Linked DNA regions of Oryctolagus cuniculus: region 1 is linked to region 2. Evidence: chromatin contacts called from public Hi-C data. All regions are on one chromosome and are shown on one strand. The core of a region is the stretch at or near the end of the contact, and the rest is flanking DNA. Distances in the headings are between cores, read along the strand shown.

The links. Hi-C and Micro-C count contacts between places; a contact is called where the count stands out from the background.
Region 1: a Hi-C map of an unstated tissue shows a contact between it and region 2, with 3 times the contacts expected there. The contact joins the promoter of BMP4 here to the promoter of LOC103351297 in region 2. A contact is called at or near these places in 3 of 6 Hi-C or Micro-C datasets (embryonic fibroblasts, skin fibroblasts and an unstated tissue).

Annotation. Positions count from the first base shown.
Region 1 is chr12:22,465,934-22,469,209 of mOryCun1.1, reverse strand. It overlaps BMP4 (bone morphogenetic protein 4), which reads right to left and starts at 1,401. Exons shown (of 2, transcript NM_001195723.1): 1 at 1,029-1,401; 2 at 1-106. The coding sequence starts at 1,401.
Region 2 is chr12:22,244,526-22,247,641 of mOryCun1.1, reverse strand. LOC103351297 reads right to left here and starts at 1,784. Exons shown (of 11, transcript XM_070053649.1): 1 at 1,647-1,784; 2 at 505-678. The coding sequence starts at 584. It overlaps LOC103351254 (a long non-coding RNA gene), which reads left to right. Exons shown (of 3, transcript XR_007910255.2): 1 at 1-154; 2 at 821-914; 3 at 1,737-1,875.

The DNA of each region.
Region 1 (3,276 bases), core at 152-2,651, 220 kb before region 2:
CGGAGCTCTGCGGAGGAGATGGCCTCGTTCTCTGGGATGCTGCTGAGGTTAAAGAGGAAACGAAAAGCAGAGTTTTCGCTGGTCCCTGGGATGTTCTCCAGATGTTCTGGGCACGGTGAGAAGGAAGGGAAAATGAAAGAGCACGTGAACTTTTTTGAGAGATGGGGATGGCGGAAGTAGCTGAGCGGGGTGATGAGTGGTGAACTCTGCTTATAAGCTGGAAGACTACGGTGGGGGCAGGGGAGGGGTGTCTGCCTGTGGGTCTGAAGGAGCAGCTAGGTAGGGCACCCAGGGAACCAACAACACTTAGCTGGCGCCTGTCTAGCACCCAAGACAGAGCATCTCCCAGCCTCCCCCATGTGCCTGACAGCTTCCACGCAGCCACTCCCTTTCTCCATCACGCTCAGACTCCCATTTAAAGCCCCCTCTTGGCTTGGCCCACAGAGCCCAGGCTGGAGGAAACATGCATGCAACCACTCTCTCCCTCTTCCTCTTTCGAGTATGTTACTAAACATTTCCCCAGCGATCTTGGAAACACAGAGCATGCCTTGTTGATCATGTTACAGGGGGGAAAATAAATTCCAACACAGTAATGATGCTGGTGGATTCATAACTCAGATTTACTTTGGAAAAGAAACATCCGCTAGGAAACATTCAGATCAGATTACAAGGCCCCTATTGAATAAACCTGACCAACGCACACAGCTGTAATATTAAATTCGGTAGGTGCTTTGGAAAAAGGGGGGGCGGGGGGCAGAAACAGCTTTGATATGGCAGAAACACACCAGCGGGACTAGCAGCCTCAGTCCCCATCTCCCAACTACCCCCACCTCCACCCCCCTAACCGCCCCCCCCCCAAATAAGTTCAGAGGCAGCTCTGGAAATTCTTGGAGGTGAGCAGCCCCGTTCCCCAGCCTCTCCGATTGGGGCTTTGATGTAACCTGAACTCTTCCCCCAGGGTGCTCAGGGCCCCCGCAGCCAGGCCTGCTGGCCCTCCCCCCTCGCCCAGACGCCAGCCAGGGACTCACCTTCGTGGTGGAAGCTCCTCACGGTGTTGGCCCGGCTGGCCGGACGCTCCGGATACTCGAGACCGCCGCTGGGCATCTGCTCTTCCTCCTCCTCCTCCCCTGACTGGAGCCGGTAAAGATCCCGCATGTAATCCGGGATGACGGCGCTCTTGCTAGGCTGCGGGCGGCGGCGCAGCCCGAACATCTGCAGCAGCGTCGCCTCGAAGTCCCGCAGGAGCTCATGGCTCTGCCCTGAGCGGCGTCCTCCCGCGTGGCCCTGAATCTCGGCGACTTTTTTCTTCCCCGTCTCAGGTATCAAACTAGCATGGCTCGCGCCTCCTAACAGGACTTGGCATAATAAAACGACCATCAGCATTCGGTTACCAGGAATCATGGTGTCTCTGGGGAGGGGTGGGGGGGTGGAATAAATAAACACCAGTAAATAGAGAGAAACAGAGAGGTGTCCGCATATGCATATAGGGCTAGCAGCACAGGGTCGGGATGCCAAGCAGGTCGGAAAGACCCAAGTCTGTGCCTTCTCCCTCGCACCCCCTCCCCCCCCCAAGCAGCTGCAGCCGTGCACGGCCTGAAAGTAAAAATTGCCCTGTAATTACTTGGTCTAACTTGTTTACAGTCAAATAACCCCAAATCAGATAGCCTCCATCCTGTTAATCTTTTTTTGTCCCAACTGCCATCTGAGCCATGATCTCAGCGTGGCTTCTTCAGGAATAAACAGTTAACATGGAGGGGGGGGTGAGGAGGGGGGGGAGGGAGAACGCAAATGCCCTCGCTCTCCACGGCCGACTTTCAGCCTCTCCCCCCTCTCCCTCCACCCCCACCTTCCTCCGCCCTCCGAGCCCAACTTCCACAACCTCCAGCTGGTCGGGACCGTCAGGGAGGGAAGGCGGAGAGGCAGGGACTGGACGGAGGCGCGGGGCGGGCGGCGGGGTCCGGGGGGGCTGCCCCGGCGGCCGGTTTTGCGCCGTGGCCGACGAGGGTGAAATACTCGGCAGGAGGTGTGATCGTGTCGGCACGCTCCCTCCCGGGGAAGGGGGTGGCAGCCGGCTCCGGGGAGAACTCCGCGAGCTTTGACAAGAGGCTGGGACCGCTCCACGGGCGCTCGGAACGCTCCCCTAGGCCAGCGGGGCAGGGACGCGGAGTGGCGGGCGCGCAGGACCACCCCGGGGCAGCGGACCTGTCGTCTCTGAGCCCCCACCCCAACCCCAGCCCCGCGCGCTCCCTTGCCCTGCACCGCGCCCGATCGGAGCCGGCAGCACTTGTTAAAAAGAACCGGCTGGGTCTGCGCGCGCCGGCTGCGGGGCCGCGAGCGGAGCGTGGAGGGCAGTGAATTCCCGGGAGGGGGTAAGCAAGAGGTGTCTACTCACTGACAGAAAACAAGGCATATAATAACAGTCCATGATTCTTGGCAGCCAATCTTGAACAGACTTGCTGGAAAGGCTCAGAGAAGCTGCGGCCGCGCGTCGCTCGGGATGGCACTACGGAATGGCTCCTAAAATGAATATTTGAATATAATGAGACTCGGGCGCAGACAGGCTCTGTTTTTCTTCCAGCCCCTCGGAGTCACGTGAACGCCGAGGCCCCGCCCGCCCCGCCTCCACCCGCCGCCCCCGCTCGGTCCCCGCCCCTCCAGGCGAGGCCAACCTCCGCGCCCGCCGCCCGAGCCTCGGCGGCCGGGGAGGAGCTCCCGACGGCGGCGCTCAGCGGAAACCTCGGCCGGTGCCCCGCCGCCAGCGCGCGGAGGACCTGGCCTTTGCCTCCAGCTGCGGCGCGCCATGCCGAGGGTCTGGCCGGCCCCTCGTCCCCGGGACGCTTTAGCCACAGGTCCCGGGCACGAAAGAAAGGGTTTGCGCTTTGCGGCCCGAGCCTCGCTCCAGGGGTTGGCAGTGGAGTTTCAGCCGCCCGGAGCCTCCGCACCGAGAGGCATGGGTACCGGGAAGCGCAGCGGGACCCTCCGCGCACGCTCGCACGACCCCAAGCACGCGCGCGCGCGCCCTGCCGGTCCTCCCTGGGGTCTCGGCGAGGCCAAACATCACCCCTGGCGAGCGGCTGCGGGCGCTCCGAGCAGCAGGGCGGCCCGGCGCTGCGGCCCCTGTCACGCGTGCGCTCGGGGGCGGGGGTGCTGGCTGTGCTCGCTGTGGGAAAGTGAGAGGCAGCGGCTGCTGGAGTAATTTCTGCTCTGGCTCCATTACCGAGGACGCTCTCACCGCCCCCGTTCCCTCCCTCCCGGTCCAGCAGCTCCCCCAAAGAA
Region 2 (3,116 bases), core at 535-3,034:
TGAGAGTGGCTTTTTCCTTCCAGGGCTAGGAAGAGAAACTTCTTCATAATGAGCACTATTGAAACTCCAGCCGGCAGACCTCTGGCTTGGCCCCGCGCCATGCCCTGGCGTAAGCATGTAATCATCTCAGAAACTGCAGCAGGGCAGAACACAGGTACAAGTATTTTCTGGAAATACCGTGTGTAGGGGCCCGTTTTATAATGGAGATTGTTTGTATTTAGAGCCCCTGGGGCCTGTATGGCTAACAAGAGCGAGTGGTTCCGGTGCCAGCTCCTTGGATCCAGTGGGACTTTGTGTAGTTCAGGGCAGAGGGCCGGGGGCGGGAGGCCGGGGAGGGAATGCAAACATTTTCCCTTCGAAGTGCAGCCTGCTCCCAAGAGAAAAGCACCCTGCTAGTTCATCTGCCATAGTTCCTTGGACAGATACTGTGGCTGTCAGCACCCACATCAAGCCATGTGCTCTATCAGATTTTCAGCACTGTGGAAGTCTTTACAATAAAATTACCCAATGGCATCATTTATTGGGAATGACAACCCAACCGCAGCGTCTGGGCGCGACGCATCCGTCAGGCGCATGCGCAACATCAGGTGTCCGCATCAGCCGGGGACCCTGCGCGTCGGGCCGTCTCACGAGGGCACCACCACCATCTACACGAGAGAAGTAAAACGAAATCTCCTTCTGCAAGAGAGAACAATTTCCATCTTTGCTTGTCAGGTCAGAAACCTGGAGCACTGTGCCGGGTGCCCTGTGAGTGTGGCAAATACTGGCCCGGAACAACGAAGCACCATGCGTTTTTTTTTCTTCCCCATGCTCCCTTCAGGCACGCATCCCAGCTGCCCCTCGACGAGTCCAGCCCCAGAGGCTTGCTTCTCACTGCAATCTGTGCCTCTGCTCCTAAGCTGACCGCGCATCAGGTACACAGATGCAAAGGGTAAAATGATCCCTATTTGCCTATAGTTAGAGTTTTGTCTCTATAAATGAATGTTGCTAAGGGGGAAACAAATCATTTTTATGCCTAGAAAGTGGTGGTCATTATTTTAAATCTCCTTAAGGGGCTACTGTCTTTGCCTTCCTGTAAAGTAAATATATGAAGATATTATGTATCATTCAGAAACAAAGATACAAAACTACCTGCTCTGCTTCAGAAGAGACTTGTGTCAAACATGGGTTGTGCAAAACTAAAGAAACCTAAGAGTGTTTTGAGAATATTTGCCCTCTACATACTTTTCCATTAGACTTCTGCTCAATAGAAAGTATAGTGTTTATCTTATTCAGCTGTTAATTACTGACTTAGGTGCAAGTTTAGAGACCAGGCCAGGGAAATATAAATCGGTAGTTATTGAAAGGTGATCGTAATCAGCTATTGTCAACTTGAATAAATAAGAATATTTAATTGTGACAATAAATTGTCACTAAATAAATAAGAAGCAACAGGTTTCAAATACACTGGAAGCTTAGATAAAAAGAAGACATTCTTGGCAATGAAGTTCATTCGCTACTGAAACGCTACCACAGATATCCTAACTTTTTATTTCCAGGAAGCTGTTAAGCTCCAGCTACCTTGGGGTGGGGGGTGGGGTGACATGTTTCTAGGTAGCTTTTTGAAGTCCCTGCCAGCAACATGGGTCTTCGGTTAACACACACACCTGCTCGTGCGAGCCTGCCGCCACTGCAGAGTTCGCCGTCAGAAGCTAACCCTGGAGCGCGGAGCTGACGACTTGACTTCACACCCACAGACGAAATGTGCTCACTTTCCTTTGTATGACAAGCAGGCTGCATTCACCACGCTGAGATAAAAAGTGGAGGAAGGCAGGCCGCCCAGAAAACAAGTGAATAGCAGCAGCTAAGATCGCGGATCTGTGGGAGAAACAGAACCGGCAAAAGGGACTTTTGAAAATAAAAGTTATTTGTTCCTAAATGCTGCTCCTTTGCTGGGAGCTATTTCTTGAGAAAGAAGCTGCTTCCTTCCCTAACCATATAAAATGATCCCTGAAGTTATTTATAGTGTTCATGGCCCAGAGGCATCACTCGGTTCCCCCACCACAAGCCCAACCATGTGTTACTATATTAAAAAATGTGAAAAAGTAATTATGGGGTATGGAAGCCAGTGTCTGCAGACACAACCTGCCAAAGAGGAAGTGACAGGAAACGTATACTCCTCCGTGCCGCTCAGCACTGCCCAGGCTCCAGGCTCCAGGCTCTGAAGACCAATCTGTGCCAAGAAAGAGGCGAGGAGCCTGCCCTGGTGAATCAAATATCCTTGTTTCTGAATACACAATAAACCGGTTTCCATCACCAGGTCCCCTCGCTGGGTCAGACTTTCCAGTCCCGTGGAGAGACCACTCAGGGCAGCTGTCTGCTTCAGCTCCCACCCCTCTGGCCAGACTGGCACGCACAAGGTTCTGGACTTGGGCGAGGGTCTGAGACCACTAACACTGGCCCCCGAGACCCTGAGCTGCCACTGGCAGGTCCCAAATCCTGACCGGCCTTGTCCTCAATCCAGCTTCCTTGTTCCTCTTCCTTCCTTGCCCCAACCCCTTGGCCTGATCATGCAGGCTGGGGTGGCCCCTCCATTACTGACCACTGGAGCCCGCGTTCCCCGTGCCGCAGCCCCTTCAGCCTGGCCCTGGACACAACAGCTCCACCAGCGCCGGGACACGGCTGCTTTCTACCTTGGGAGACAGAAAAAGCAGTGCAAGCCTTTGGCCCCAAGAGCAGGCACCCGCCAGGGAGGAGAGCCCAGGCCAGCGTTCCCAAGAGCCCTCAGCTCAGCAGAGAAATGACATTTCCTCCTCTGGGCCTCCCTTTGCCTCTGGGCTAAGCGACAAAAGAAGTGTCCTTCTAATGTCTCGGGCAAACGGAGATAAGCTGCCACCCTCACAGGGCGGCCTGAGACATTTGGAAAATTCCTGCTCTCTCAGGAAGACTTTGGGAGCCGGTCAGCGTGATCACCTCGGAATTCACTTTGATTATCTGAACGCGTCAGCACAGGAACTTCCGAAGACGGTTAACTGGCCTTGTCCCTTACCATCCCTTGAATGTAACTAAATCAATCAAATTAGCCTATTTCCCTAGTGGGTGATATTCTATGAGCATGAAATTTTCTATTACATACA